Linked DNA regions of Sus scrofa: all the other regions are linked to region 1. Evidence: chromatin contacts called from public Hi-C and HiChIP or PLAC-seq data. All regions are on one chromosome and are shown on one strand. The core of a region is the stretch at or near the end of the contact, and the rest is flanking DNA. Distances in the headings are between cores, read along the strand shown. Region 1 holds the start of GADD45A (growth arrest and DNA-damage-inducible, alpha). Region 2 overlaps LOC110261213 (a long non-coding RNA gene). Region 3 has its middle 85 kb from the start of GADD45A. Region 4 overlaps GNG12 (guanine nucleotide binding protein (G protein), gamma 12).

Evidence for each region. Hi-C and Micro-C count contacts between places; a contact is called where the count stands out from the background. HiChIP or PLAC-seq counts read pairs in DNA pulled down with a chosen protein or histone mark.
Region 2: a contact with region 1 is called in an H3K27ac HiChIP or PLAC-seq map of skeletal muscle, with 5 times the contacts expected there. The contact joins the enhancer-like site here to the promoter of GADD45A in region 1. A contact is called at or near these places in 1 of 5 promoter capture datasets (liver), 9 of 47 Hi-C or Micro-C datasets (embryonic fibroblasts, fetal heart ventricle, liver and 4 more) and 1 of 2 datasets of contacts at active chromatin or transcription factors (skeletal muscle).
Region 3: a Hi-C map of liver shows a contact between it and region 1, with 3 times the contacts expected there. The contact joins the enhancer-like site here to the promoter of GADD45A in region 1. A contact is called at or near these places in 1 of 5 promoter capture datasets (liver) and 4 of 47 Hi-C or Micro-C datasets (liver and skeletal muscle).
Region 4: a Hi-C map of alveolar macrophages shows a contact between it and region 1, with 3 times the contacts expected there. The contact joins the enhancer-like site here to the promoter of GADD45A in region 1. A contact is called at or near these places in 2 of 5 promoter capture datasets (fetal liver and liver), 26 of 47 Hi-C or Micro-C datasets (adipocytes, alveolar macrophages, blood and 15 more) and 2 of 2 datasets of contacts at active chromatin or transcription factors (alveolar macrophages and skeletal muscle).

What each region holds. Positions count from the first base shown.
Region 1 is chr6:144,941,284-144,949,113 of Sscrofa11.1, reverse strand. It overlaps GADD45A (growth arrest and DNA-damage-inducible, alpha), which reads left to right and starts at 5,025. Exons shown (of 4, transcript NM_001044599.1): 1 at 5,025-5,357; 2 at 5,883-5,984; 3 at 6,225-6,462; 4 at 7,639-7,830. The coding sequence starts at 5,314. The coding sequence ends at 7,752.
Region 2 is chr6:145,064,391-145,072,220 of Sscrofa11.1, reverse strand. It overlaps LOC110261213 (a long non-coding RNA gene), which reads left to right. Exons shown (of 2, transcript XR_002345157.1): 2 at 3,474-3,712. Among named protein-coding and RNA genes, the nearest start is that of SERBP1, 120 kb to the left of the region's middle. Within about 2 kb of position 3,215, at least 21 of the 83 cell types and tissues checked have an H3K27ac peak or open chromatin away from gene starts, as enhancers often do. A contact at or near this core is called in liver, mesenteric adipose tissue, retroperitoneal adipose tissue and 1 more, where this site is marked.
Region 3 is chr6:145,025,477-145,033,306 of Sscrofa11.1, reverse strand. No RefSeq gene overlaps it. Among named protein-coding and RNA genes, the nearest start is that of GADD45A, 85 kb to the right of the region's middle. Within about 2 kb of position 4,581, at least 16 of the 83 cell types and tissues checked have an H3K27ac peak or open chromatin away from gene starts, as enhancers often do. A contact at or near this core is called in liver, where this site is marked.
Region 4 is chr6:144,865,302-144,873,131 of Sscrofa11.1, reverse strand. All of the region lies in intron 2 of GNG12 (guanine nucleotide binding protein (G protein), gamma 12), which reads right to left. Among named protein-coding and RNA genes, the nearest start is that of GADD45A, 75 kb to the left of the region's middle. Within about 2 kb of position 3,836, at least 44 of the 83 cell types and tissues checked have an H3K27ac peak or open chromatin away from gene starts, as enhancers often do. A contact at or near this core is called in alveolar macrophages, embryonic fibroblasts, fetal liver and 4 more, where this site is marked.

The DNA.
Region 1 (7,830 bases), core at 3,776-6,275:
CCCTTGCTCAGTGGGTTAACGATCCGGCGTTGCCGTGAGCTGTGGTGTAGGTTGCAGACGAGGCTCGGATCCAGCATTGCTGTGGCTCTGGTGCAGGCCAGTGGCTATAGCTCCGTTTCGACCCCTAGCCTGGGAACCTCCATATGCCGCGGGAGCGGCCCAAGAAATGGCAAAAAGACCAAAAAAAAAAAGAAAGAAAATTCAGAAACCTGGGCAAGGGACCAGAACAAACTACCAGCAGCCAAATGCCAAGCCAGATCACCTACCTTTTCACCTTCGATTAGCCCACCAAGCAGAGACATTCACAGAGATAACATTCCTCCTATAATAGAAACCTCCTGGAATACACTTAACTCAGTGGGGAGGTGGGAAAATGGGTGAAGGGGTCCTTGAAAAGTGCCTGAGTGAGTCTTGGCATTGGATACCACAATTGGCTGGTTCCTGCATGGCTGGCGAAATGTGAACCACTGATGGCAACACAAGGTGTTTAGCCTAAAGCTCAAAGCAACACCATGCCTCTATTGCCATGAATAAGAAGAGCTGAAGAAAATTTCCATAAGGTAAGCATTTACTGAACACACAAGATGGCATTAAAAGTTCTGTATTAGGTTTTGATGCTATGTAACAAATTACCACAAACTTAGTGGTTTAAACCAACACTTTAACAGCTTACAATTTCTGTGGGTCAGAAGTCGGGGCATGGCTTAGCTGGGTTCTCTTCTCAGGGTCTCACAAAGCTGAAACCAGTGTTACCCAGGCTACATTCTCATCTGAAGGCTTGAATGGGGGAGAATGTACTTCTAAGCTGCCTCAGGTTGTTGGCAAAATCCATTTCCTTGCCAAAATTCATGGAAGTTTGCTTCTTCAAAACCAGCAATGGAGAAAGAAAGTCTCTGATGTTTCCAGCCTCTCTTCAGAGAAGGCTGAGGCCCTCTTTTGAAGGGCTCAACTGATTAGGTCAGAGCCACTTAGCACAATCTACTTTTTTTGCTTTTTTTAAAGGGCCACACCTGCAGCATATGGACGTTCCAGCCTAGCGGTCAAATCGGAGCTGCAGCTGTCTACACCATAGCCACAGCAACACCAGATCAGAGCCGCTTCTGCAACCTACACCACAGCTCGGAGCAATGCCAGATCCTTAACCCACGGAGAGAGGCCAGGGATCGAACCCACATCCTCATGGATACTAGTCGGATTCTTAACCCGCTGAGCCACAATAAGAACTCCACAGTCTCCTTTTTGATGAACTCAAAGGCAATAGGAATAGGGACTTTCATTACAGCTGCAAAATCCTTTCACCTTTGCTGCAGAATGTAGCATAATTATGGGTGGGATAACCCAACACCACTGCCATAGTCTGTTGGTTAGAAACGGGGAATGGGTTCTGCCCCCACTTAAGGGAAGAGCATTACACAGAGTTATCACCTCAAGTTAGAGAACATTGAGGCCATCTCAGAATTTACCTACCACAGTGATGGTTCAAGAAACTAAATGTTTATGTTAAGTTCAAATGGAAGTTTTTATTTAAGAAAGGACACATTTTTAGGTGTAAAGTAAATCCTGTCTGAATGATCTTTTCTGGGGGGAAAAATGAGGGAAATTTGGAGCCTGTAGAAACTAATACAACAAATATATCAGGAACCTTCTGATTTTTAACAATAAAATATTAGTTCTAGGTAAGCAGTTAATACTTATGATTTTTTTTTTTTTTTGGTCTTTTTGCCATTTCTTGGGCCGCTCCCGCGGCATATGGAGGTTCCCAGGCTAGGGGTCGAATCGGAGCTGTAGCTGCCAACCTATGCCAGAGCCACAGCAACACAGGATCCGAGCCGCATCTGCAACCTACACCAGAGCTCACAGCAACGCCGGATCGTTAACCCACTGAGCAAGGCCAGGGATTGAACCCGCAACCTCATGGTTCCTAGTCGGTGTCATTAACCACTGAGCCACGATGGGAATTCCAATACTTATGATTTTTAATGATAAAATATAATATTAGTTCTAGGTAGGTAGTTGATACATCTGTCATAGACTAATTGATTGCCTTTAAAGTGAATAACAATTTAATGCTAACACAATGAGCGTCATATTTCTTTCAGATATTAAAAGACTAATTTTTGAAAGAAAGTTATCATTCTATACTATAGAGCTAGTAGTAGAAATATATGTATGATAAAACAAAATATCAAAATGACTCAATATATAAAGCAGGTAGCTGTGAGTTATTTTAATAACTCAACAATTCTTGAGTATATATTTGCATCTGATTTCCAAATATATAAACATTTAGCATCCTTATTAATATTACTAGAAGGCCATTCCAGTTCTGTGCAGCTGAGGTGCATGGAGTTACCTGGAGTAATTTTAAAAATGATTTTTCATATTGGAATTATTAAAAAATATGTATATGTAATACACACACACACATACACTGATCTAGGAATATTCTTCTGATTTACCATTGTTTATCATTGGATACCATTCTCCCCCAGGACTAATAAGCATTTGTGAAATGGATCATCTATGACATCCTAATGTATAACTGCAGTCTAGCTGTGGCTAAATGCAGCTTCTACTTCCAGTTGGGAACACTAGCTTTGAAAATGATCATTGATGAAACAGTCTAGGTAGACTCAGCAATGAGGCAAACTGGTGTAACATATCTGAGTCGGAAAGTATGACAAATGAATATTTTTGAACACTGGAAGGCTAGGCTTATCTCACAGAGAACAACCCCACAACACTTGACCAAATCACTTTCCCATGAGACCAAATATAGAATGCAGTATATTTTGGGGGAGAGGGAGACCTACATTAGGAAGTAATCCTTTTGTACTGCACTTTAACTGCATATAGTTGACTAGGGTGGGGCAGTATTAGGACCTGGTTCATTTGAATTGGAATAACAATACATGGGTTCTACTGTCCTACAGTTTCCGTTCAGATGACTGAAGTCATGGGACTTTCAGCATAGCTGGCTGATGACAGTGCATACTATTTTGTCCCCAAATACAGTACAAGCATGGACATACCAGTTAGATGGTAAGCACTTTAAAGGCAAAAGATCAGAAATGGTGCAGTTCTTGGTATATTATAAGACATCACAAAAGTGTTTGTGAACTAAAGTTAAATGTGAATTAAAATTCATGCATTGCACAGGACTGCAGGAATCTGAGATCTTGGTGTTCAACTCTCAGATTCTGTTTAACTCAGGGAACACTGGCGGTGCTTCTACTAAATGCAGAGATTGTGCTAAGTGCCAAGAACACCAAGGTGATGAAGTCAGAGTCCCTGCTGTCAAGAAACTCTCTCCATTCCCTAATTCTTGGTCAGCTTGCTGTGATCACACTTTCTTCCAAAAGCCTCTAAGAAAGGCCTGGTGGATAGAAACTTGGGAGTTCCACAGAACACAGTTCAACAATCTCCGAATGACGACTCAGGCCAGGTTGCATAATTCAGGTTTGTTTGCAAAACTGAATGTACTTCAGCACCTACATACACATCAGCTTAAAGGAATTCTTTAACAAAGATACTGTATATTAGAATCTAAGATATAGATATGAAACATACCTTACACTCCTGGGTAAATTATGCATTGGCCGGCACCATTCCTTTACTCAAACATTGTCCCTTGCTGACAACGCAGTTAGGGATTAAGTGCAAAATGGCAGCTCAAATAAATGAGCCAGAAAACTGACCGATCACTTTTCTTTTCCACTAAATTAAGATCAAGAGAGCTGGAGAATATTTTGTCTAGAATGATGCAAACATACGGGTGCAAAAACTCATGTAGCTTAGCAAAAAATTACTTCTGTGATCTTTGTCGGATGCAAGCATCGTTTTGAATGCAAGTGAGCATTTTTACCACTTTTGGTGACTTCAGTAGGTTTAACACTTATTTTTGAATTTATTGCATAAACTCGTAAAACAAAGGACAGAACTTTCAACCTATTCAGTGAAAATCTATACATTCGAGCTGGCTTTTAAAAAATGTATAACTACTGCTTTCTTTCCACCCACAAGTTGCCATTACCTCAAAGGTGAAATTTTAGCATATGACTGAAAAGTCCTATAACTGCAGCTTCATGATTCAGTCTCTAACATCAACAATTCACAGTGAGATCATAGGCTCCCTGTGGAAGGTAGTGACATACTTGCTTTATGCAAGGAAGCTGAGGGCATATTGAAAGCATCTTGAATTTAGACACACTGCTTGTGTGGGTGTCAGACATTTGTGTCTTAACTGGTGTCCTGCAGAAGGATCCTCCTTTGGGAAAGGCTGTCTGAGAAAGGTGAACTGGGGCTGTAAGGCTAGGATACACACATGTGGTAACCAGCTCCTCCTCAACATGGTTTTCCAGAGTTACCCCGGGCAGGTGGGACGCCGTTCCGCTTTGTGTGGAAAGGATTCCAGCTTGGTTCCCTGCCACCACCAGACACAAATGTGTTGATTTTTCTTTTTTGAGCTTCCAACCCTTGCAACCTTCCAAAAATAAATCAAACCAGCCATCAGGGCACCGAAATAATACTACTACTAATAAGCAGCTTTGCCGAAACTTAAATAAACAACACTTCTGAGGTAAACTTTGCCCCAGAGGTCTGGACACTTTTTATGTAACCTGCTTATTAAGAATTACTAGACCTGGACGCATTAACCCTGAAAATAGATCTTAATAGCAGCCCCCAAACACAAAAGACATGAAACGACAATAAAGAAAAAAAATGTGCACCAACTAGAAAAACATTTGGCAGCTTACTCCAGCCCAAGCTGAAGACACCCCCCCCACCCCCGCAACCACCGCAAACACCGCCTCTCCCATCCGCCCCGCCTTCAGGCTAAGACAGTCCGCTCGGGACCCCGCCCCCCCTTCCCTGCCCCGGCCCAGCCCCGCCCCTTAGGCTCGCCTTTCACGTGGCTCCTCCCCCTTCCGCTCCTCACAGCCTTGTTTCAGCAGCTGGGGTCAAATTGTTGGAACAGGCTGATTTGCATAGCCCAATAGCTGCGCGTATGCAAATAAAGCGGGTGCTGGTTGGCTGGGAGTTGGCAGGATAACTCTGGCGAGCGGGGCCTTTGTCCTTCAGTGGCTGTGAGGCAGCTGCCGTGTCGGTGTCGTGGCCCGAGGCGAGGCGGGGGCCCGCGAGCCCTAAGGAGGCCAGCGAGCGATCGAGTGGGGCGGGAGGGGCGGACGGCGCGGCGGCAGCGGGCGCTGGAGTAGCCTACGAGGGAGCGCAGAGAACAGGCGCCCGCGCGCTCGCGGTGGCAGGAGCAACCCGCACGCCGCTCTCTCTCAGTAGGGGACTTGCAGTTGCAATATGACTTTGGAGGAATTCTCGGCTGGAGAGCAGAAGACTGAAAGGTAAGTGGGCCGGCGCCTCTGCCTGAGCTCTGCTCGTCGTCCACTGCATGCACCTTAGCGCTGCTGGGCTGTGCACGGTTTTCGGGGGGCCAGAGGTTAAAAGTTTGCCGAGGGCACCTTCTCTCCCGCCTTTCTTCCCTGGGAACACTCCAGAGGCGCGCGTGGACGTAAAGAGCGTGCCCCCCCTTCCACGCCGGTCGAACCCCTTTAAGCTTTTGCAAAGGGCAGAAGTGACCATCCCTGCCCTTGTGGCTCCTGAGGCCGGCAGCCTGTGGCTGAGCCCAGCGCCAACGACTGGCACTGCCCTCAGGAGAGGGTGGCGGGTGCCACTCACGGGGTTTCTCACAGGACTCTGGACGTAGGAGGGGTCATGGGAGGATGACAGCCGGGAGAGCGCCGGGTTTTGCACAAGGCCGAGTGCGCGATGGCCCTTGCACTCGGGAGGGAGGGTGCAGGGCGAGGGGGCGGTAACGGCCAGGCGTGGCCCCGGGCTGACAGGACCCTCTTCGCTCTGCCTGCTCGTAGGATGGATAAGGTGGGGGATGCCCTCGAAGAAGTGCTCAGCAAAGCCCTGAGTCAGCGCACAATCACCGTCGGGGTGTACGAGGCGGCCAAGCTGCTTAACGTGTAAGTGTGGCCCTGGGGTGTCTCTCGTGGTACTCCTTCCCGCCTCAGCCCCGGGAGGTCGCCTTCGCGGGGCGCCCCTCACCCTGCAGCGCTCCTTCCTGCCACTTTCCACCTGCCCCGTGTCTGTCCGAGGGGCAGCGAGCGGGCCAGGGCGCGATCCCCCTCGACCCGGGCGGGGGGTGCGGGCTCCCACGCAGCGGGTCGTGCCTTTGGGCTCACCGGCCGGGTCCCTGCTCGCAGCGACCCGGATAACGTGGTGCTGTGCCTGCTGGCGGCGGACGAGGACGACGACAGGGACGTGGCTCTGCAGATCCACTTCACCCTGATCCAAGCGTTTTGCTGTGAGAACGACATCGACATCCTACGAGTCAGCAACCCCGGCCGGCTGGCCGAGCTCCTGCTCCTGGAGACGGACGCGGGCCCCACCGCGAGCGAGGGCGCAGAGCAGCCCCCGGACCTGCACTGCGTGCTGGTGACGGTAAGGGAGAAGGGGACTGCAGCCAGGTCGGGGTTAGAGTCCTGGCAGGAAGTCCAGATGGGCTAAGAGTCGCCTGATTGCAGATCTGGAATGGGTGGCGGTCAAGAACGAGGCGCCTTTGCCCTGTTATAGAGTGTGGCTGGACTTTCAGCCGAGATGTGCTAGTTTCATCATCGGGATTTTCTCTGGTACAGAACATGTCTAAGCACGTTGGAAGCTGCCAGAAGCGGAAGGGATCCTTGTGAGTCAGCATTGTCAGCCCAGCTACTCCCTACCTACATCTGCACTACCTCCCGTGACTAATTCCTTTAGCAGGGCAGATTAGATAAAGCCAAATAAATTCCTGGCTCACCCTCATTAAGGAGTCAGCCTCATTCTCTGCCAGTCCGAGCTAAAAATAGAAATGGTGTAGGAGACATACCTTATTAATTCCCTAGAAATACCTTAAAGAATAGAGTGGAATTTTTTTGTGTGTGCAATTTTGCATTTTTTTTTAAATGGCGCCTCCTCTATCTACCAAACCAAATAAACCAACCAAAACCTTGGTAGGTAGAGAACTTGTGTTTACAGAAGTCAATGTGATAGTTTTGTTTTGTACCTTTTATTGCATTTTGGCTGATCTGCTTAAGTGGCAGCCTAATTATTTTGCTACTCCTGAAAAATACTACTCTCTTTTGGGAGGATAACAGGTGGCAATCCTAGTTAACTGCTATGCAGCTCTCACCTTGTAGTAGCACAGCATGGAAATATTTCTCACAGTTGTTTCACTGAGGTCTCTGCCAAGGTACAAGTTTGGTAGGACAAGCCTGTGAATAATAACTCACATGCAAAAATGAATAAATATTATCATGCAAACATATATACACACATACACACATATATATGTGTGTATGTGTATATATATACATATACATATATATATATATATATATGGCTCAGTGGGTTTTGCATGTGTTCAGTCTTTGCAGAATACAGCTTAGTAAAGAATTATCCTTAACGATTTTGCAAGAAACCTCGACCACTTAGAAATTTTACTTTTTATGCTTGGAACTGGTCTCCAAGTCATACAGCCAAAGTATTGAATGTTCAGGCATTTTCCTCTCAAAAGTGGTGTAATTAGCAGCAAATGCTGATTTTTTTTTAATAGTAAATTTATTTTTCTAAATTTGTTCCCAGAATCCACATTCATCGCAGTGGAAGGATCCTGCCTTAAGTCAACTTATTTGTTTTTGCCGGGAAAGTCGCTACATGGATCAGTGGGTTCCAGTGATTAATCTTCCTGAACGGTGATGGCATCTGAATGAAAATAACTGAACCAAATTGCACTGAAGTTTTGAAATACCTTTGTAGTTACTCAAGCAGTTACTC
Region 2 (7,830 bases), core at 1,966-4,465, 120 kb before region 1:
TGACATACTTCAAAGTCATAGATGAACAGGTGTTATCTAAGACATTACACATCTTTCTTCACCTGAGCACAGATTTTCCGTTTGCCTCGAGTTCTGCCAGCAAAGGGGGTGGGTGAGGGAAAGATGAAGGGGACACAGCCAAGACCGGGGCACTCCTGAGCCCTCCGGCAAGGTGTCAAGAAGGAATTTCTCAAAGGCAGGCCCTCCTTAGGCAAGAACGCAGACCTAGCCTGACCTCTGGAGGAAAGGTCCCCTTCCAACAGTATCGCGGGGTCATGCACTCGCAGCTTGCCAAGGCTGCGAAACACACGCGCTGCAAACACAATGGGCTCCCGCCACCCCAGTCCTTCCTGTAGATTCCGGTCTGCAGAAAACACACTTTGGGAGCTGCTGGTCAAGGGAACACAGTACGTGCTGCCCAGCCTGGGTGCAGTCACGATGGCACAGCCACGATGGCGCAGCAGGCAGACTTGTTCAGAGGGTGAGCAGTAAGGAATGGGTTGGACTCATGGCCACCCCAGATGCTGGAGCTCCACTCATTTTATTTCCCTGCCTTCACTCGTGTAATAAGAGCTGCTGCCGTCAAGTCCCTGCAGCACTGTGAAGACATGACTTTTTAAAAGTCTCACATCAGCCCTCTAATTAGGTTCCCTTTCCCCGAGTCTGCAGAGAGGACCCTGAGGCTCAGATAGGCTGCATCCCTGGCCATTGTCACACTGGAAGGATTCTAACCCAGAACCGCTCTCCAAGTCCACTGCTGAGGTTTCTTGTAGATCAGAAGCAGTAGTAAAGGGAGCCATGGCGCCTCCAGACCCAGCCTCTCTTATCAGCAGTGCTTATTCCTCTGGCTTTGTGCCCATCCACCCACAGAGGCTCAGAGGACCCTGGGCTGCCTGTGACTTCCTGCTTTGGCTGGGTGGGTACGGCAGCTTGACTTCCTGGGAACCTTCAGTGGCCCTGGCTTTCCGTGGACTGAGTCATTGCAGCTTATCCCAGGGTTCTCTAGCTGGAACAGTTAGAGGAAAACTGTCTGGAAAATCCCCCAGTCTTACCAGCAAAGAATTTGTTGAAGATGATGCAGCCGCATTCCTCAGCTTTCTTAGACCTCACCTTGCCTGGGAGGATGAGAAGGGCTGGGAAGACAGGAGGGTGAAAACAAGCCCTGGAATTAGGAAGGGCTTTCGGCGCCAGCCCAGGAGCCGGAGGCTCCTGAAAACCCCAGCTGGCTATGAGGGCCCAACTTCAGTGCACTTGTGTCCCGCACCATGTGTCCCGTGGATAACTGTCAGCCCTGGCCCCACACTGTCCATTCACTTTGTCTGCTGGTTCCCAGGGCCCCATCTATGCGAGGAATGGAGTTTGACACTGGTAAGGCACCCAGAGGTTAGGAGAGTGTTAGTTGAAAATACTGCTTATTGGCTGTGTGACCTGGGACAGGTTATTTGGCCTCTCTGAGCCTTGTTTTCCTGTTTGTCATTTATCAACTGTCATGAGTTTATGAGGATTACGAGATAATTAATATATATGCTCAACCTAGTGCCTGTTGCATCCTAAGACTCAAGGAATTGTTGCTATTTTATGATTATTAAGTACAAAACAATCATGTTAGACCTTAACAAATTCAGTTCCAGAGCACCCGGTATGCATCAGGAGCCATGTTTGGCTCTGGGGAGGTGTAAAGAGAGAGATTGTCCCTGCTGTCAAGGGGTTCCTGGGACAGGCTGTCAGTAAGTCATTACAATACTATGAGGGAACCACAGGAGCAGAGACACAAAGGGGTGTTAAGAGGGTAGAGGCACGTGGGAAGGGTCAGTACAGGTTTCTGGAGAAGAAGATGCCTGAGCCGGGTACCAGGGAGAAGTAGGAGTCTGCCAGGTGAGGAGATGGAGGGTGAACAGACCAGGGCAGAGGGCTGGAGGCATTCCAGAAGAGGGGACAGCTTGAGCAAAGGCTTGTGCAATACTCAAGGTGTTGTGTGAACGGCCTTGAGGCGGGTGGAAACATCTGGGCAGAAGAACTCAGGGCTTGATGGAGAAGAGCCGAGTCGGAGATTTGTGTCCTTCCCTCTCCAGCTGTTAACAATGGGGAGGTCCTGCCCTTCAAAGACTTCACTTCCTCATAGGTAGAGGTTACACAGGCTCCTTAACAGGGCTGGCTCTAGGCGTAAATGCTTCTGGGCTCGTACAGCAACAGGAGTGTCTGCAACTCTGTCTCTTGCACTCCCCCCCACCCCCCCGGGTCCTGGGTGACTTGAGTATCCCATGACTTTTGAGTACTCAAAGGGTATCATGCTAGCTCGCCTAGCAGAGTGCTTGGCGTGTGCCAGACCCAGGGGTAAACACCCCTATTCTTATTCAGGCTTCACACTGGAGGAGCTAAGCTCAATCCCCATCCTTTCCTGGGGTGTCCAGGGCTCGCTGAGGGGGCTCCCAGCACTTGGAAAATCCTGGGCAAATCTGGATGAGTGGGTCACCCAGCAAATGGGAACAAAGGAATTTACCAAAATGCAGTCCTCTTGCAGGCGGATGGCCTGGCTGGAATTTGAACCTAGGTGTGTATGCCCTTAACCACTGCATTATTACTTAAACTGAAAAATGATGTCCCTTCAAAGCAGCCTAATCGCTGGACTCTGATTCATTCCCAAACAGACGGATTAATCTCCTCTGTCTCTAAACTTACTAATTCTCCTTCTGCACAATGGCACTGGCATTCAGTCTTAGGATATGACACCCATATTTCGAATACTTCAAATATTGTCCTGCGGATAGACTGTAAACAGAGACATGAGCCGTGGGGGAGGTGAGGAGAGGGGAGGGGATGGGATGAGGCCACGGCCACCAGCACCTGTTCCCCCTGGGACTGCAGCCGAGTATCATCTCAGGCCCTCTGCTCCCATCACCTCACTTCCCTCCAGAGCCAGAGGCACCAGCTCCAAATACTTGGCAGGCCCACCCTGCGAGCCCTGCAGTTGGGCAGCAGCTGTGAAATGAGAGTCCAGGAGGGGCACCGAGCTGAGCAGGGAGCAGAAGCCCTCAGGGTCTTTGCTTTCTTTTCCAAGGCACATTTGAAACCAGCAGCACGCTGGTGCGAGGCTAGCGGCCCACAATGCAGGATGAACTGGATGCCTGCTGGGCGACAGGCAGGACAAGGGCAAAGTATTATTTACTCCCTGGGAACAGGTGCTGCCCGGGACTCGCAGTCCTCTCTTACTTGACTTCTCTGCCCACGTGTCCCAGCCCTTCTCAGAGGCAGCTCCTTCCAGTGCCCCACACAGCCCCAGCCCTCCGCACTGTCTCGTTCTCACCTCCTGGCAGCGCACAACTTCCAGGATGCCGGTGGTGGCCCAGCTCCCGCCTGAGACATGTGCTTGCAGGAATCAGCTCGTTTTACATAAGCTGTTGGTGCAGATGTCAGGTGATAACAACGTTTGGGCCCCAGTTAACCTTGGGGCTGCCCCGTCTGTGCCCACGCAGATGCATCAGAAGGCAGCAAGGGGAAAATTGCGGAAGAGCAGGGGAGAAAATAACACTGCACGCAAGCGTCTTTGTGGACCGGCAAATTCATCTCTGGAAAATGCCCTAGACCGTGAACCAAGATCAACTTTTTTTATGAGACGGGAAACAAACAATCATGCAGGCAAACTCCAACTACCACCAGCTGGTTTTTCCTCCCCTGATTATGTGTTATTTCCTTAAAGCTCTGGTTGGTAAACATGCACGACTCTTCTGTTGATTCACAAAACAATACAGAAGGCAGTTAAGATTTCTTTGCACAGTTTGATTAAGGACAAATATAGAAGGGAAGTGAGTGAACAGAAGGCCTGGAGGGCTTGTTTGGCCATGAACTAGACCACGTGCTGTGTTCACCCCATGCCCCTCTTCCCAAACCCCATGACCCTCAAAACACATCAGTGCCGACTGTGAACCAGCTCCTCGGCCCAGGGGTGCAGAGAAAGCAAAATGCTCCCGACCTGGCAGTGGAGGGAAGACAAATATGCAGATAATCACAACACATGGCCCAGGGTCGCAGCTCCACAAGTGAGGAAAACCACACGCTGTGAATTAAGAAGAGGATACAATTGCACGCGGTTGAGGATCTCTGAGAAGATGGCCATGTGGTGTCCTGGTTCAGACCCTCATCTTCTCTCCTGGACCAGAGAAACTGTGTCTTCAGTAGCATTCTGCTTCCAGGCTTGCCCTTACTCCAGTGCACCTTGCATCTTGCTGCCAGGGATGTCTTTCTAACTTAAAAATTGGACACAATCCTCCATTCATTTTAAAACCTTTATCGACCCCCAGCGCCCCAGGATAAAGACTAACCATCATCTAGCCTCCACCTCCTTCCCCAGCCTCATATTTCAAACTCATCTTTTCAAACCATTTTCACTCTATCAGTGATAAACCTTATGTCATTTGCCTTTCCTTAGATTGCCTCCCTGAACTGAGCTCCTGCTCATCCTTCAAAATCCACTTTCATATGACCTCCTCATAGTATTAATCATGCTTTTTTTTCTGTGCTCTCTGACTTGTACTTGCGATGTGGATTATATGCTTTATTTTCCTACTAAAACACTGGAGCCTCTCAGGGTAAGAGTCCTGTATAGTTCAAGGCTGTATCCCTGGCATCTAGCATAATGCCTGGCACTTAGTCATGCTCAACACATGCTGCCATGTTTCCTTTCCACCAAGGGAAAGTTGACACCCCACTTGGGACTGGCCATACATCCTCAGTGCTCCCCTTCTCCCTTTCTGGGACCTTTCCTCTGCGTCCTTACCATATCTTTCCAAGGCCTTGTGTTCCCTGCAACCTCAGCACCCTCCTCTCCCTGCCAGCGGAGGAAAAAAGGTCTGGTCTTGGGGGAAAGAAAATTAAGCTTTTCTAATGATTTAACTTGTTCTGTCTCCAGCTCACAACCTGTCCCTTGTTATACATATTGAAGGACTCTTCAATCTGATGGGCTAAAGAAGAGGGCCATAAAAGGGGAGGTATTAATCTTAATTGGTCTTCTGTGTCTCTCATGTCCTAGCTCCTTTGGTCCCACAACAATCCAAGGGACAGGGTATTTTTACCTCCATTTTATAGATTAAGACAGTAAAGCTCAGAAACAGCAAATGACTGCCCACATCACTTACAGGATAAGTGATGGAGCCAGGACTTCCGATCGTCTGATTCTAAGGAGCTGGCCCCTTGCACTTTATTATATGTAGGGAGTGTCTGTGGAGCTGGGGAGTCTGGTGTTTCTTAGTCACTTTCCAAAAATGGAAAGCTACTCTCCTGATTATTTCTCTACCCTAGAGATCCCATGTTGAAACCCTACTTCTTCTAAGATGCCCCTGTCTGATTCAGCCAGCCCGGGTTGATCTTCTCTTTTTCTCACCTCCCATTGCTCACTGTGCTCCTGGGTTAGGGATGGATTCTGTATTGCACTCGTCTTGAGCTGTTTCTTTATCCTTTTCTTTTTTCTTTTCTTTTTTTTGGCCATGCCTACAGCATGTGGAAGTTCCCAGCCAGAGATCAAACCTGCACCACAGCAGTAACCAGAGCCATAGCAGTGACACCACCAGATCCTTAACCTGCTGAGCCCCTAGGGAAATGCTCAAGCTGGTTCTTGTGCACACATCTTTTCATCCCAATCCAACAGCTGGAAACATGGATCATCCTCCCGAGACAAGATCTAGGACAATCCCAGGCACATGGCAAGAAGCCAACCGATAAATCCTTTTATTCCCTAGACACATTGATTCATAGATGCAGAGCCCTCAGTTCTATTCTACCTTCAACTCCTTTTGTGTTCTCGGACAAGTCACTTGCCTTTCTTTGGACCTCAGTTTCTCACCTCTAACGTAAAGAGGTTCAACTAGAAAAATCTTTTATGATAGTATCTAACAGCTATATAAGAGTTCACTCTGTGCCAGGCATTGTTCTAAGAGCTTTCCACCTACTAACTCATTTAGTCCTCACAATGGCCCTTGGAGGCAGACTCTCTCATGATCTCATTTTATTGGTTCAGGAAACCAAAGCACAGAGAGGTTAAGTAAATTTCCCTAGGCCGCACAGCCAGTAAGTGGCAAAGCCTGGGCTCAAAGCCAAGCAATATGGTTCCAGAGTCCATGCTCTAACCATTACACCATATTTCCTCTCTTAGATTTCTTTTTGTTTAAGAACATTTTATTTATTTATTTATTTATTTTTTTTGTCTTTTTGCTATTTCTTGGGCCGCTCCCACGGCATATGGAGGTTCCCAGGCTAGGGGTCGAATCAGAGCTGTAGCCACCGGCCTATGCCAGAGCCACAGCAACGCGGGATCCGAGCTGCGTCTGCAACCTACACCACAGCTCACGGCAACGCCGGATCGTTAACCCACTGAGCAAGGGCAGGGACCGAACCCGCAACCTCGTGGTTCCTAGTCAGATTCGTTAACCACTGCGCCACAACGGGAACTCCAGAACATTTTATTTTTTAATGATTTTTATTTCTTCCATTGTAGTTGGTTTACAGTGGTCTGTCAATTTTCTACTGTACAGCAAAGTGAACCAGTCACACACACACACACATGTGTATATATATATACATTCTTTTTCTTTCATTTTCCTCCATCATGTTCCATCACAAATGACTAGATATAGTTCCCTGTGCTATACAGCAGGATCTCATTGCTTATCTACTCCAAATGCAATAGTTTGCTTCTGCTAATCCCAGCTGCCAGTCCATCCCACTCCTTCCCCCTCCCCCTTGGCAACCACTAGTCTGTTCTCCAAGTCCATGCATTTCTTTTCTGTGGAAAGGTTCATTTGGGCCTATATACTCTATTCCAGATATAAGTGATATCATACGGTATTTGTCTTTCTCTTTCTTTCTTACTTCACTTAGTATGAGAGTCTCTAGTTCCATCCTTGTTGCTGCAAATGGCGTTACTATGTTCTTTTTATGGCTGAGTAGTATTCCATTGTGTATATATACCACATCTTCTTTTTTTTTTTTTTGTCTTTTGTCTTTTTGTCTTTTGTTGTTGTTGTTGTTGCTATTTCTTGGGCCGCTCCTGCGGCATATGGAGGTTCCCAGGCTAGGGGTTGAATCGGAGCTGTAGCCACCAGCCCACGCCAGAGCCACAGCAACGCAGGATCCGAGCCGCGTCTGCAACCTACACCACAGCTCACGGCAACGCCGGATCGTTAACCCACTGAGCAAGGGCAGGGACCGAACCCGCAACCTCATGGTTCCTAGTCGGATTCGTTAACCACTGCGCCACGACGGGAACTCCTATACCACATCTTCTTAATCCATTCCTCTGTTGATGGACATTCTGGTTGTTTCCATGTCTTGGCTATTGTGAATAGTGCTGCAATGAACATATGGGTGCATGTTATCTTTTTCAAGGAAAGTTTTGTCCAGATATATGCCCAAGAGTGGGGTTTCTGGGTCATATGGTAGTTCTGTATTTAATTTTCTGAGGTACCTCCACAGTGGTTGTACGAGATTTCTTTTTAAAGTGTAAATGTCTCTCTCATTCATTTCACAGCCATTTACTGACCCTCTACTCTGTATCAGTCACAGGTACACACTGTAATGGGCACCAGAATACAAAATCCATTAAGCCCTTGACCTTACCCGTGGGGTCCCTGTGGTAGGCTAAGGAGAGGTAGCTGAGTAACCCTGAGCCATCTAGCTGTTGGGGAGAGCAGGGCCAGCTATAGTACATGCACATCTGTCATTTGTGTTCCCCAAAGTTGCCCCCAATTGGATTTTTCAGTACGGCGTTGTATTTTCTCATGGATTCATGTCGTAACTCAGAGATCTTTATCAGGAACAGGGATTAAGCACTGCTAACCT
Region 3 (7,830 bases), core at 3,332-5,831, 85 kb before region 1:
ATTTTTAAAAATAACTTTATTCAACAGACATAAATATTGCTGTATTAAATTGCTACGGGACACTGATACTCTATTTCTCATTTTGTAGCAGACCACTGATAAGCAATTAGGGCCAAAGACCACACTTGGAGTAGCCTTGAGTTATAGAATCAGAGACAAGTTGCGTAATCCATCAAAACCCCAGTCTCCTCATCTGAAAAATGGATTTATAACAGTATCTCCTTCATATGTTATTTTTTGATATGGATTAAATAAAATAACCCTTGGGAAATCTAGCCTAGCATTGTCAATACATGTTAGCTCTTACTAGTTATCACATGTTTGTCTCCCCAGATGGCTGCAGGCTCTCTAAGGACAAGGACAACCACGGCATGACTTTATAAAATGCCTGCAGAGTAGATATTCAACAAATAACCGTTGAATCCTTGAAAAGTGCTTTGAAATCCTCAGGTGAAAGATATTTCGAAATAACCTCCCCAGTTTTCGTTCACTAATTCAATCATCTATCCATTCATTCACTCAGTTCCAGTGTAGCATAATGAAATGGATGACAGCTTTGGCCAGATCTAAATTCAAGTCTAGTTTTTTTTCCAATCGCTAGTTTGGGCAAGTCACTTTACCTCTCTGAACTTCAGATTTCGCACCTACAAAGGAGATAGAAGGCCCTATTGAGTTGTTGTAAAGATTAAATGAGATCATGGACACAAAAGGGCTCCCTAGATGGGATCTATCGTTCCTGCTCTGCAGACAGTGCAGGGAGTCAGTGCAGATGGCTGTGCTGGGCACTGACTGGGGTGCAGGCCTGGCATTTCTGACTTGGTGAGAGTTCCTGAAACTTTTCTTAGCAGCACCGAAAGATGCCGGCAGCTGGTTGCAAACTGGCACCAGTGTCTGGCAGAGACAGAAAAATGGGACCTCACCCCATCAGGCCCTGTTCTTGCCCTACCCTGCCTGGAAGCTAGTTCCAAATACTCCCTGGGCCTGTGGGCTGTGGGTGGTAAGAGGTGTCTGCTTTGTAGTTGGCAATTGCACCCAGAGTCCTCTCTACTTAAAAAAAAAAAAAAAAAAAAAAAAAAAAAAAAAAAGAGGCAAAACCAAACAACCCCCAACAATAAACCTCTCTGTGTGGCCTGCCACACTGGATAAAAGTCTTGCAGTGCTCATCACTTCTTTAGGGCTAAAGGGATAGAAACCCTCTCTTAAAATGCAGTCTGAGGGGGTTCCTAAGGTATTGGGCAATGCATTTCTTCACTCTTTGCCAGACTTTATCTTATTTGATCCTCATAACACTCCTCCCAAGTAGATTCATTTGTTTCTTTTGTTTCTTTTTTTTTGCTTTTTGCTTTTTAGGAGGGAACCTGTGGCATATGGATGTTCCCAGGCTAGGGCTTGAAATCAGAGCTGCAGTTGCTGGCCTACACCACAGCCACAGCAACACTGGGTCCCCGACCCACTGAGCAAGGCCGGGATCCATCTCGCATCCTCATGGATACTAGTTGGATTCGTTTCTGCTGTGCCACAATGGGAACTCCCCATTTGTTTCTTTTATTCTTTCTAAAATTGTGATAAAATACATGTAACACAAAATTTGCCATCTTCATCATTTTTTTTAGTGTACAGTTCAGTAGGTTAATTCAGTTAACCATTCTCACCTGGTTGGGAATGTCTCGGACTCTCTTCATCTCACAACACTGAACTTCTGTAGCCACCAAAAAACAACTCCTCATTCTCTCCTCCTCCAGCTCCTGGCAACCCATTCTACTTTCTGTTGCTTTGAATTTGACTCTGCTAGGTACCTCATATAAATGGGATTATGTGGTGTTAGTTTTTTGTGATTGGCTTATTTCACTTAGCATATTGTCCTTAGGTTTCATCCGTGGTGTAGTATGGGTCAGAATTTCTTTCCTCTTTAAGACTGGATTCTGGAGTTCCAGTTGTGGTGCAGTGGAAACGAATCCAACTAGGAACCATGAGGTTGTGGGTTCGATCCCTTGTCTTGCTCAGTGGGTTAAGGATCCAGCGTTGCCGTGAGCTGTGGTGTAGACTGGCAGCTCTGATTAGACCTCTAGCCTGGGAATCTCCAAATGCCGTAGGTGCGGGCCTAAAAAGCCAAAAAAAAAAAAAAAAAAAAAAAGACTGGATTGTATTCTATTGTATGTATATACCATTCTTTGTTTATCCATTCATCTTTGATGGACACTTGGGCTGCTTCTACCCTTTGGCTCTTATGAATAATGAGACTATGAACATAGGTCTACAAGTATCTTTTTGAGAGTCTGCTTTCAATTCTTTTGGGTGTTTACTCGGAAGTGGAAATGCTGGATCATATGGTCAGTCCATTTTTAATTTTTTGAGGAAATGGCAAGCTGTTTTCCATAATGGCTATGTCATTTCACATTCCTGCTGGCAGGGTACAAGAATTCCAAGTTTTTGACATCCTTCTTCATACTTGTTCTATTTCCTTTAAAAAAAAAAACAGCTATCTCAAGGAATGTGAAGTAGTATCTTATTTGGTCTAGATTTGCTGGTTTGTTTGTTTGTTTGTTTGTTTTTTTTAAATCACCATTTTGGAAACTAAGGCTTTACAATATGAGGTAACTTGCCTAAGGTTCTTCAGCTAATGGGCAGAGGCTAGCCTGTACCACCTAATATTTCTGGGGCATTTCTGGGGAATGTAGCACTGAAGCCTACAAGCCTAGAACATGGGCCCTGTTGCACCTAAGTCCCCATCTGTCCATCCAACCCTTGCACCCCTTCTCCCATCCTATACATATCTGACAAATATCTGCCAGCATGGTGGCGTGGACCAGTGTGGCTGTGTGTTCTGAGTCATGGCTCTGCTTTAGAACTGCTGTAGAATTCTTGCTGTAGAATTGCCAGCAAGTCAGGAATCCTCCTATTCCTCATATTCTAAACGTACAAAAAGCGCTGGATAAGAGTACTTCCTAGAGTTCCTGCAGGAGAACTTCAGGAAATGCTGCCTGCCTTAAGCCCAGGTGCAGAAGGCAGCACCAGGCCCAGGACATTCAACTGGGAACCCCAGGTCAGGGACCCCGCCCTCCAGTAGGTCACTGCCCACTGGGAGAGATAGCCATTAACAAAATATTTACACTGACCTGTGCTATGCTGCATGATGATAAGTGAGTGCCCAGAAGGAAAGAGGCCAGTGGAAACTGGTCCTTTTTGGAGACAAAGGACAAACTCTTCCCCCATTTCCAAGCCCCCCAGGCTTCCATTTACATAACAGGTGAAACTCTGGATAACCTATCTCAGTCCAAGGGGAAGGGTTACTCCAGCATTTACATGTAAAGATTCTTGGCTAATTCAGGGTCTTCTAAACTCATCATCCCCTTTAATTCTTAGAATAGAATCAACTGTCTTTTTCTTTCAGCCAGACAGACCTATGAGCAGGTTTTAGGCTATATTTTTAAAACTCTTTTTATGGCCACACCTGCAGCATATGCAAGTTCCTGGTCTAGGGGTCGAACTGGAGATGCAAGTGCTGGCTTACACCACAGCCACACTGGATCTGAGCTTTATCTGTGACCTTAGCCACAGCTTGTAGCAACGCTGGATCCTTAACCCACTGAGCGAGGCCAGGGATTGAACCTGCGTCCTCATGGAGACTATGTCAGGTTCTTAACCTGCTGAGCCACAACAGGAACTCTGGATTTTTTTAATTAAAAAAAAAATTCCCAAGTGATGCCTTTTAAGAGTAGAAGCAAGGCACTGGGGGAAGATTTGAGGGTTTATGGGAGTTGTCATCTGATACACACATCAACTCTCTGAGAGCAGAGCTGTGTCTATGGCTCAGCATTGTACCCCTGGGATACACAGTACCCATTCTCCCTTGCCTGTCATAGATAAGCAGTTTTCTTTAAATGAAAGAGTTCAAGCCAACCAATATTTCAAGCAGTGATTATATCCCGGGCACTACTATTATTGATTTAAAAACACATGTATTTGGGTCCAGCATGAACATATCTAAGCCTCACAGCCCTGAGGTAGGAAGTATTATTCCCATCTGGGCAAAGGAGGAACCAGAGTCTCGAGGGTATTGAGTGTTCTGCCTAAATTCTCACATATAGTAAGTGGCTGGCAGGATTGACCCTACGTCCCTCTCGCTCACTCACGGAACTCACTTGACCTCTGTGTATTATTAACCGCTGTTCATGCAGATCAGCCTATGTTTCGAAAAGAGAGATAAGAGTTGCCCCTTTCCCTTGTTTCAGTTTAGAGCAGGTGCACACATTTTTCCCTCCACCCCTGAAGAATCACAGAATTCTAGGGCTGCAGGAGAATGAGGTAGGTCTTCCTCTCGGTACTGAAGGCTTGGGTGGAATCTGCAGAAGCCCCTTCCAGGAGCTATAAGGAGCTCTCTGGTGAGTCCAAGGGGCAGAGCCCACCCTGGCCAGCCCTCTGCCAGCCTGCGGTCCTTGCTGGCCTTGCTAATTAGATCTCCTTTCATCTACTGAGCTCCAAGAGCTTTTACCCACATTAACTTGTTAATCTCAGCCCCATCCTTCTGATGCAGATGACAAGCATAATTAGGTCTAGTCAGGAGACAAAACAGAGCCAGGAGACAGCGGCAGAGCCAGAAGAAAAACACTGGGTCGCCAACTCCTCCTCCTCTCTGGCTCCCTGTCTCTCCTGCTGACAGAAGTGTTTTCAGTTTGCCTGGAATTGGCTTCTGCCCTGCTTGTCTGTATCCCGGGTCTGAAAATAAAGCCTGTTCGGCTTGCCTCTCAATGCACAAGTTTGGATGTGCAAAAATATCACATTGTTTTCTTTTCCGTGGTAAAGTTCACCTCAGTCTAATTTGGGCCCTTCATCCCTCTGGGCTGATGGGAGACTCCAGCTCAGCTTGTATGGGTGCTAATTGCACCACTTGCAGCATGGGTTCGAAGGCCCATAAGCAAAGGCACACTTCTTGGCGGTCTTGCCCTCAGTCCTGGATCCACAGTGGTGGCGACTGAGATGTCCGTGAACTGTGCCTTGAGATGCCAGCGCTCTGTAGCAAGAGAATGTGGGCCTGGTGAGTCATGGCAACAGTCACACCCTGTGGTGCTGCAAGGAAATGGGCCTCGTGTCCTCCTTGTGGCACCCTCAGAACTCTTATCACCCCTTCACCTCAGAGAATCAGCCTCTGCCACGTAAGGCCCGTCCAGCTCTCCTCCCCAGCTGGGATGCACTGCGCAATCCTCTCTGTCTCCTCTCTTATAAAAGCCAGAAAGAAGAATGGTCTCCTGGCAGCTTTGGTTGAACAGATGCCCCTTAGGCATGGGACCCATGGGTCAAGTTGGGAAGAGAAGGGGACAGAGACCTAGATTTCTCATCCACTTTTATTTTACAGCAGAAAACAACCAAAAGGACAGTCAACAGGCCTGAAGTCTTCCCTCTGTCGAAACAATGTCCCCAAAGAGAAAACAAGATGTATTAGTTTGCTCCCGCTGCCGTAACAAAATACCATAGACCGGCGGGGGCGGGGGGGGGGGGGAGGCTAAACAGCAAAATTCATTTTCTCCCTGTTCTTGAGGATGGAAGTCTAAGATCAAGGGGTCAGCAATTTTGGTTTCTTCTGAGGCCTCTGTCCTTGGCTTGAACACAGCTGTCTCCTTCTGTCTTCCCTCTGATTCCTCCATGTCCTTCTAAGGACATTGCTCATATTGGTTTAGGGCCAGCCCTGATGGTCACATTTTAGCTCAATCACCTCTTGGAAGACCTTATCCCCAAATCTAGCCACCTTCTGAGTGACTGGAAATTGGGACCCCAACATATGAATTTTGAAGGGACACAATTCAGCCTATAACACAAGGGTTAATGGTGTTTTAAAAGAATTCCCCATCTGCCTCCTTTGCCCTCTGTCAGGCAATCACTTCCTGCCAGGCTTTGGGATCTACAGACTTGGTTTCAAATCCTTGCTTCAGTGTTTCCTGGCTCTGTGGATTTAGGCAAGTTATTTAGTGTGTCTGGACATCAGTGTCCTCATCTATAAATGGAAATAATAATAGTATCAACCTTGGAAGGTGTTTTCTGGATTAAATGAGATAATAAAACACTCAGCATAGTGACTAGACCTTAGTAAGTGCTCCCTAAGGAAGGCTGTTCCCCATCCATCCCTCCCTGATGAATCCCAGCCCTGCCTTGAAGATTCAGCATAGAAGCCACTTCCTGCAGGAAGTCCTCCCTGATGTTCCCAGCTTGAATTGGGAGCACTTCCTTGATATTTTCTTGACCATAACATTTACCATGCTGGGTTGTAAAAGTCAGCACTTGTATTCCTTGGTGCAGGGACTCACCCAGGAGGCAGATTCCCAGTGTCTCATTTGTCTTCCTTACAGCTTCCTGTCAGAGGCTGGCCTGCTGGTTTTTATCCACTGCTGGGTGCCAAGTAGACAAGCTAGGAAAGAGGAAGGCAGAGCTGGGTGGATATGGGGGAATGGGGCTACCTTAGAGCAGTGTTCCCTACCCCTGCACTGTTGACCCTTTGGTCAAATAATTCTTGTGGATGGGGGGCTGCCCTGTGAAGGAGGGTGAGCAGCACCCCTGGCCTCCACTCACTAGATGCCAGTAGCACCACGATCTCAGAGTTGCAATGACCAACCATGTCTGCAGACACTGCCTAATGTCTCCATGGAGGGGAGAAGGGTGGATGAAAACAGACCTATTTGAGAACCACTGCTTTGGAGTGACTCTAAGGCTTAGATCAGTGGTCCTCAAACCACTGCACTGGAATCCTGGAAACACAAATTGTTTCTTCTGTGAGAGTTTGAATGTGTCCCCTCAAAGTGCGTATGTTGAAACCTAACTCCCATGGTATTAGGAAGTGGGGTCTTTGGGAGATGATTAACCGATGAGAGCAGAGGCTTCGTGAATGGGACTCATGTTTTTATAGAAGAGACTGAAAGAGAGACTTTTGCCCCTTGCACTATGCGAGCATCAGTGAGATGTCTGTGCCCCAGAAGAGGGCCCTCGCCTGACCACACCGGCCCACGATCTCAGGCTTATAGCCTCCAGACTAAGAAATACATTTCTGTCGTTTATAAACCATCCAGTGTTTTGCTGTAGCAGCCTGATCAGTTGAGGACGATGCCACATCCCCACAATTTCTCACTCAGTTGTCTGGGGTGGGACCCGAGAATTTGCATGTCTAATGAGGTACTGCAGTTGCTGCTGGTCTGGGGCCACTCGGGAACCAGTACCCTAGAGGTGGCAAAGCACTGGTCTCCAGAACGCTAAGAAACATGTCCCTAGCTCCTTTTGGCCTGTGATTAGAGCTGGCAGGGAAAAGAGAAATCCCCAGACTTGGGCCCTCAAGGACACACATAAGACTCCCCTCAGGCTGCAGGGAGCTGGAGACTGCAAGGGCGGGGGAGGGAGGGAAAGAGCGACCTCAACTCAGGTCAGCCAGTTGCAGAAAAACAGCTCTGGGCAAAGGCCAAGGGGTGGGAGGGGCTCCTGCTCCACCCCTACCCCTGTCCCCGCCCATCTTACCCACAGAGAATCCAGCAGTCACCAGAATTATTATTTTTACTTTTTATTTTATATTGGAGTATAGTTGACTTATTGTGTTAGTTTCAGGTATATAGCAAAGTGATTCAGTTATACATATATCTATTCTTTTTCAGGTTCTTTTCCTATATAGGTTATTACAGAATACTGAGTAGAGTTCCCTGTGAATAATTCCCTGTGTTATACAGTAGGTCCTTGTTGATTATCTCTTTTATATATAGTAGTGTATATACATTAATTCCAACTTTCTAATTTATCCCTCCCCCTGCCCCATGTTTCCTGTTTGATGACCATAAGTTTATTTTCAGTCTGTGAGTC
Region 4 (7,830 bases), core at 2,587-5,086, 75 kb after region 1:
CGCCTTCTAAGATGGGTCCAGGTAGAGCTGCCAGGTTGGGATCTGCTAACAGCTGCAGGCACGTCTAGGGTCCCAGCTGAAATTCTCAGGGTTACCTGTGGTGTTTCTTCACTGGGCCCCACACCCTCTCAAGCACTTCTCTAAATAACTGATTTTCAGAGCTGTAAAGAATGTTCGGAGAAGAGCTGCCAATCTGTGGTCTGCTGAGAGAGCCCGTGTGTCTTAGTCCAGGTTTAGGGAAACGGATAGGCCGGGTACGGGTCCAGAATCACGAATGTGTACCCGCTGCTGGAGGAGCAGCTGCTAGGAGGCCCCAGGTGTCTTTGTGAGGCGCTCTATACATGCTACCTTGTTTCCTCGCCACAAGCCTACCAAGTGTGCATCAGACCCACGGGACAGAGCCAAGCCCAGAGGGGTCCAAGCACTTGCACCAAATCGCACACCTAGTAAGGGGGAGACCCAGGATTTGAACCTCGGCCTCTCTAGCATCATCCTCTCTAGCATATCATCTAAAGGAATATGTGATCCCACTTCAAACCATAACAGGGAGTAGTGGCTACAGTCTTAGAGGGCAGCCGGGCTGTCTGGGCTTGATCAGCGCTGCCACCTACTCGTTGTAGGCCTGAAGGCAAGTCGCTCACTTTCTCTGTGACTCTTTCCTCATCTTTAAGATGAGCGTAATAATTGGACAGATCCTCTCGGGTTGTGTTGGGGAATGAATGAGTTAATACTTATAAAGTGTTCATATACACAAGTGTTTGGGAAATGAACAAAACCACCCCTCACCCTCTTACAGGAGCATCTATATACAGATGACAAACCAGCCAGGGGTGGTGAACATCATCAATGGAAGTTGTATCTAGATTAGTTCTCAAAGGAGTTTCCATTGTGGCTCAGCGGATTAAGAACCCGACTAGTAGCCATGAGGATGCGGGTTCGATCCCTGGCTCCGCTCAGTGGGTTAAGGATCCAGGGTTGCTGTGAGCTGTGGTGTAGGTCACAGACGTGGCTTGGATCCTGTGTGGCTGTGGCTGTGGCCTAGGCTGGCAGCTGCAGCTCTGATTCAACCCCTAGCCTAGGAACCTGGGAACTTCCATATGCCACAGGGCATATATATATTTCTATAAAAAGAAAAATAAATAAATACATACATATATACATACATACATACATAAGTTCTTGCAGGGGCCAACACGGTAAGCCCAGCACAGACACTGGCTATGGGGTCCAGCAGGCTTTTGATCTGAGCTGTTAAACTGAAGAACACGTGCGGAATAAAGTCTGGGGCTTTCATCCCAGATTGGACTTGAATTAGCTGTGCCACTTGGAGAAGGAATTTCATTTTTCTGGGCCTTGGTTCTCCCACGTAAAAGCTGCTAGCTCTGTTGAGACGAGGTGACATGGCACAGGGGAGAGAGGACAGAAATGGGTCCAAATGTCTTGGGTTTTGGTTCTCCCACATAGGAACTGTATAACTTTTTTTTTTTTTTCTTTTTCTTTTGTCTTTCTGGGGCCGCACCTTTGGCACATGGACGTTCTCAGGCTAGGGCTCAAATTGGAGCTATAGCTGCTGGCCTACGCCATTCTGAGCCTCGCCTGCAACCTACACCCCAACTCACAGCCAGGCCAGATCCTTAACCCACTGAGTGAGGTCAGGGATTGAACCTTCGTCCTCACAGATACTAATCACATTCGTTTCCGATGAGCCACAACGGGAACTCCAGAACTGTCTAACTTTTGATATTGAGTGAGCTTCATTTCTCTGAATTTCAATTTCCTCTCCTCCAAGAAGAAGAAAATGGAACCCTCCCCAACCCCGGCCCAGTATTTCACAGAGTTACAGACCAATAAGAAAATGAATTTGAAGCCCCCTGCCAAAGACAGTTCTATAAGAACATCTATTTCTGGATAGTAGGTGGACCCTTAACAAATATTTGTGGCAACAATTCTATGACTTACTATGATCTGGAATAACCCCCCCTTCTTTCTCTGTGGGTCCCTCTAGAATCTAAGGTCCCTGAAGGCAGGATGTTTCTGTCTATATTCCCTAGTGAGTGAAAAGTAAGCACTTAAAAACTATTTGACTGAATTAGCAGAAAGTAGGAATGCATGAATCAATGAATAAATGACTTTGAAGTTGTAGGAGGAGCAAAACAAGACTGACCTAAAGATTTTAATTAAAGCCAAAGTACTCAGAGACAGAAATATCTTCCTGATATGCAGGTACAAAGCTCTCACACATCACAGACTCCTCTGAATTCTTTGGGGAGGTGGCCTGGGTGGGAGACCGGCAGAGTTAAGATACTCAAAGTGGTTAAATTAACATACTCAGCAGGTACGCTGACTTTCTAAAGCTGAATACCAACTGGGATAATTAAAGGATAGAGCCTTGTCCTTTTAAAAAAAAATTGACTCCCCTATAAACTACCAGGTGACAAAGGTATAATTGTAAGGATACATAAGGAAACTTTTCTTCTCTGTTCTTAATTTAAAGAAGTCCCACTTTACCTCCAAGCTGAAGGATCACACAAATCTGTCAGAACTAAAGGGAAAGTTACAAAACACTATTTTTTTTTCTTGGTTTGATTTGTTTTTAAAAATTAAGCCTGCAACATCCTTTTTTCCCCCCAGTCACCAATTGGACCCAGGCTGGGAAGTGGCTTGTTCCCCGGGGAGGATCCGGAGAGGGGCAGCTTCTCAGCAAGGAGACGGTCACTCCAGCTCTGCCCTGAGGGATGGAGGAATGCCCAGGAACCTCCTCCTTCGTTACTCTTTGGCTGTGTGGCTGAAAATAAAATCTGCCTTTTTTTTTTTAATGCTGTTCTAAAAATAGGGGGGTTTGGCTTAAATCCGCCAGTTGGTGTTTTGATTTTTAAATTATGTGCAAAAAATCATGCTTAAGCCCTACTGAGCACCAGTAAGTAACTCAGGGACGTTGCAATTTTATTTTGATTTCAAAGTTCTAAAATGTTCATCGTCTTAGACACAGGGAGAGGTGAAAGGAGATAAAAGGAGGGTGACAAGGATGTTGAAAGCTTTAACTTCAGTTTGAAAGCAAAAGGCAGCTAGACATCCCTCAAACCAATAACATATTTTAAAAGATTTTGGAGGCTGGGGTTGTGGGGCGGGGGGGGGGAGGGGAAGAGAGGATAATTCACTCAAAAGAAGTGGAAGAAAAACTGGTGAGTTTTAATTTATATTTTTCCTGGGGTCATTTCTGGAACCCAACTTCATACACACAAAACGGCAAAAATGTAGCTTTAAAAACACAAAGACTCTTCTCGGTGTTGGGTGATACAAGACGTGGTCTTTGAGAAAAGAGTTTTAACGTTTCCCTGATTAGGCACCACTCATAACCAGAAAGTATCTCAAGAACGATGGTGTTATTATAGCATCTTAATGAATGAAGATTCATTCCACATGAAATGGGGCTATTTTTAAAAGGCTGTCATATAATGGGAGGGGAGTGAGTGGGGAGCATTTATAAAGAAGCCAGTACCAGCGCTATCTGTTTCCTGACAAAAAAAACTGAACTGCATCAAACAATTGACTTCCCCAGTGCATTTGAGTGTCACAGTTTTCAGCTAATCTCTTGCGGACCAAGATTTGGAATTCTGGCGTGTGTGGGTAGCACCATGTGTGAACTGTCTCTCCTCCTCTCCCCGGAACAGACACCCACAAACCGATGGGGGTGCTCTGAAGGTTAAATTGGATAGATCCATTGTCCAGGAATGTACGCTATGCGAACAATGTCAGCTCCCCGTGCCAAGGCAGAGATATTGTGGGACTTGAGGCTGCTGGCCACGGGGAGAAGGATGGTGGGGCGTTGCTCTATTCACTGGGGCCAAGTGGGAACCTGCGGTGAGTGGCTGCAATGTTTCAGTCTCCTAATCTGCAAAGAAGACAAATAATTACAGAACTGGCTATATTAAAACCAGAGACTCTTAGTCTGCATGCAGGGGGAGGGGGGTGGAGAGAGGGAGGGCAGGGATCAGAGAGTGTTTTCCATTTTAGGGAGGACAAAAAAGAAAAAAAGTCGTCCTGCAAAGGGGATCACGATTTGCTTTGTAAAGGGCTCTTCCGTTTGCAAAAGAGTTCTGCTGAAGAAGGGAAATCCTGGGTAGTTAAGAGTTTGGTTTAAGATCAATAAAGAGATCCCGGGCTTTTTAGATGCTGGTGACAGAGAAAGCAGTGCGAGGAGGCAGGCGGCCAATCAGAGATCAATCTCACAGGAAAGTCAGAGAGGGCCAGCAAAGATACCAGGGGCGTCTGGGAAGACAGAGTTGGCTTTACAAAAATCTCCTTTATACATTTTTTTTTTTTTTTTTCTTCAGAGAAACACAAGGGATGTGAGATCGTCAATGGAGGCATCGAGAAGGGGGCAGGAAGCTGGGGGGGAGGGGGCAGCCAGGAGAGAGGGTGGAGGAAGGGCCGCAGGCTCTCCCCGGGGGTGGCAGTGTCTTATTTGCACCCTCTGAGGGCTCCTGAAAGAATTAACATGCGCTGCCATTCTTGTTTTTCCAGTGGTGACTTCATCCAGTCCCTGCAGAAACTCAGAATTAAATGTCATGGTTTTGTTTTTGGGGAGAGCAACCACCCCCTACGCCCCAAGGAGGGAGTTCTGCATACCGCGGAGGGCACGCGAGGACTGAAGCGTTTGCGGAGCCGCTGATCATTAACGCGCTGAGTTCGGAGGCAGGAACTGCCCCTTTCTTTGCTGACTCTCCCATTTCCTTCTATTGGATCCTGCCCTGCCCTGGTTTACTTTCTGTTTCTCCCACTCATTTCCACGCATTCTTCCCTCACACAGCGTCCAGGAGAGCCTCTTCCTTTCTGTAGACGAACGGGGCACTTCCCTCTCAAATCCTCCTTTTTTCAAAATGAATTCATCTCGACTTATTTTTCCAAGCCCCCTCCCTCTTCTCACTGCCGGGCGGTGGGGGAGTTCCTCTCCTTGCCCAATAATGCAGAATTAAGTTGAAGAAAGCTCTGTGAGAAACTGTAGGTAAAAAGTTGTTCCAGGAGTTCCCATCGTGGCTCAGTGGTTAGCGAATCCGACTAGGAACCATGAGGTTGAGGGTTCGATCCCTGCCCTTGCTCAGTGGGTTGAGGATCCGGCGTTGCTGTGAGCTGTGGTGTAGGTTGCAGACGTGGCTCGGATCCTGCGTTGCTGTGCCTCTGACGTAGGCTGGCGGCTACAGCTCCAATTGGACCCCTAGCCTGGGAACCTCCATATGCCGCTGGAGCGGCCCTAGAAATGGCAAAAAGACAAAAAGACAAAGAAAAAAAAAAGTTGTTCCAGAGGCAGAGCCATCTGGCAATTCCATGTGAGGGCAGACACATCTGAGTCTGCAGCTCAGTTTTGTCACCTACTAGCAGTGGCTAGGTTACCTGCCCTTCTTAAGCCTCAGTTTTCTCATCTGCCAAATGGAGATAATTATGTAAAAACCTTGCAAAGGGCTGAGAGAGATTTGAATGAGACAAGCCTATGAAGCATTTCCAATTGGTGACCACAGTAAATGCTCCATGAAAGTTTGCATTATTATTGTTATTTAAACCCTCTGGATAGGCGTGCCCCCCCTCCTTCCCCTACAGCCTCAGGAGTAACCAGGAAGCTAAAGAACAGCATCATATGGAAGCCTCGGGTGCAAGTATTTGCTGACTCAGCCCCGGGGAAGTACCCTCTGTACTTCTCAGAGGCAATGTACAGAATGGAGCAAAGAGCCTGTGTTTAAGGCATTTCCAATCAGGACACAGTGGTTGATCTGGAGGCCTTACCTGGCAGCCCAGCCCCAGCCACATTCCCCTCTCCACAGGCTGTCAGCATTCCCAGGGGCCTGTAGCACAGCCCCAGACTCAGGAATTTTACAGCCAATTTGCTCCCTCCCCCCATGTCCCTTCTCCCTTTTGGTGACCTCAAGGCTTGAGCTCAATGAAAAGCAGCAGCTCTGCCTTACAAATAAGGCAAGGAGCCTGCGTGCCATCCCGAGTCACTGGTTAAGGTCTGTCTCGTGTCTAGACACTCCCAGAAAATGACACAGAACATAAAGTCAGGCTCCACATCTCAGAAAGCCATATTCACCAGGGTGTGCTTTGGAGCTGGAATTTGGGGCACAGGGGATACACCATTATCCAGATTGCCAAGAGCCTACCTTTAAGGTGTGGGGGGCTGGGGGGTGGGTGGGGAGAAGAAAGGAAGGAAGGAAGGAAAGAAAGGAAAGAAAGAAAAAGTAGGGGGAGAAAAAGAGAAGCCCGAACCCTTCCTAATAAGGTAATGGCACATGCCAGTTGTGGTTTCCAATTGCTCAGCATCTGGGAGTCATATGACATTCACTGCAGCCGTGGCTTCACGCTTGTGCGTGCGAGGCTCTCCGGGAAGAATTGGAGAGTCTTTGGTGTGCCTCTGGGGATGACAAGTGAAGAGCGACAAGCTCCCCTCCTTGAGGCTGCTGCCCTCAGGACCCGAGCTTTGTAGCTCAGGCACTGGGAATGCTCTCAGGTTGCTCTGCAGGCATGCTTTCTCCTCTCCGGCTGGGTACAAGCTTCTTGAGGGCAGAAACGCTCCTTTATTTCTTTTGTTTCACCCTGCCATGCTTATCAGGGTGTAATCCACCCAGGAGTTACTCAATAAATGCCTGATGATGGACTCAGGCTGAGAATTCTACAGATCAGTAGGTGATCGCTTCATATCATTAACCCCCAACTTATAAATCGGCAGGGTTTCAAAAGGTGGTTTCAAAGAAGGCGCTTAAGGGGCATATTTTCCCATAGAAACGGTGGTATCACTGGGGGTTGGGTTTCTAGGTCCACTCGCTTCTCAGAATATGCTACACATATTTACAATCCTTCTCACTGAGCCATGCCATTTGCCTTGGACACATGTTAGACTGGCAAGTACATGCGCAGAATAAATTTCAGTTCTTTCAGTTTAATGACTCAGCTACAGCATCACTGACTTGTGCGGACTGCACCCCTCCCCCTTATCGGATGTATTTCCTATTTTACAACACTTTGCGTAGCATCAGGCAATAATCTATACACTAGATACTTAAAAAATAACATTAAGAGGGAAGGAATTATTTTTGATCATTAAAAAAAAAAGATGCATGCCCTTCTGCTTTTGCTTTTTATTAAAATATTTTTTCAACAGTGTTTAACTATCATCTAGGTTACCTGGAATTTCCCAACCACACATACATACACCCTCCTATACATGCATTCATAGTCTATTTCCGAAAAAGACCTGGAGTAAAAATCATGGCCTCGAAGACTGGCCATTTATATTTTTGTGTAGATAGCCGTGTGGTCTGGGGAAGCACTATCCACTGTCCAGGATGCGGCCTTCCAACAGGTCAGGGAGGCAGTGTCTGGGACCATGTGTACAAAAGTACAAGCACCGGAGTTCCCATCGTGGTGCAGCAGAAACAAATCTGACTAGGAACCATGAGGTTGCGGGTTCGATTCCCGGTCTCGCTCAGGGGGTCGAGGATCCGCTGTTGCCATGAGCTGCGGTGTAGGTCGCAGACGTGGCTCAGATCTGGCATTGCTATGGCTCTGGCATAGGCTGGAAGCTGTAGCTCCGGTGAGACCCCTAGCCTGGGAACCTCCATATGCCATGGGTGCAGCCCCAAAAAGACAAAAGACCAAAAAAAAAAAAAAAAAAAAAAAGGAGCTGTACCAAATACCTGCTATTGCACTGCTCCCTATAATATTCCCTAAACACAGGTAACCATACAAGCCATACCTTGGCCCTTGTTTCCATTCAAGAGCATCCCCCAAAGATACACCTAATTGATTTTCCAGCATGAAGAGCAAGACTGGTATAAAGGT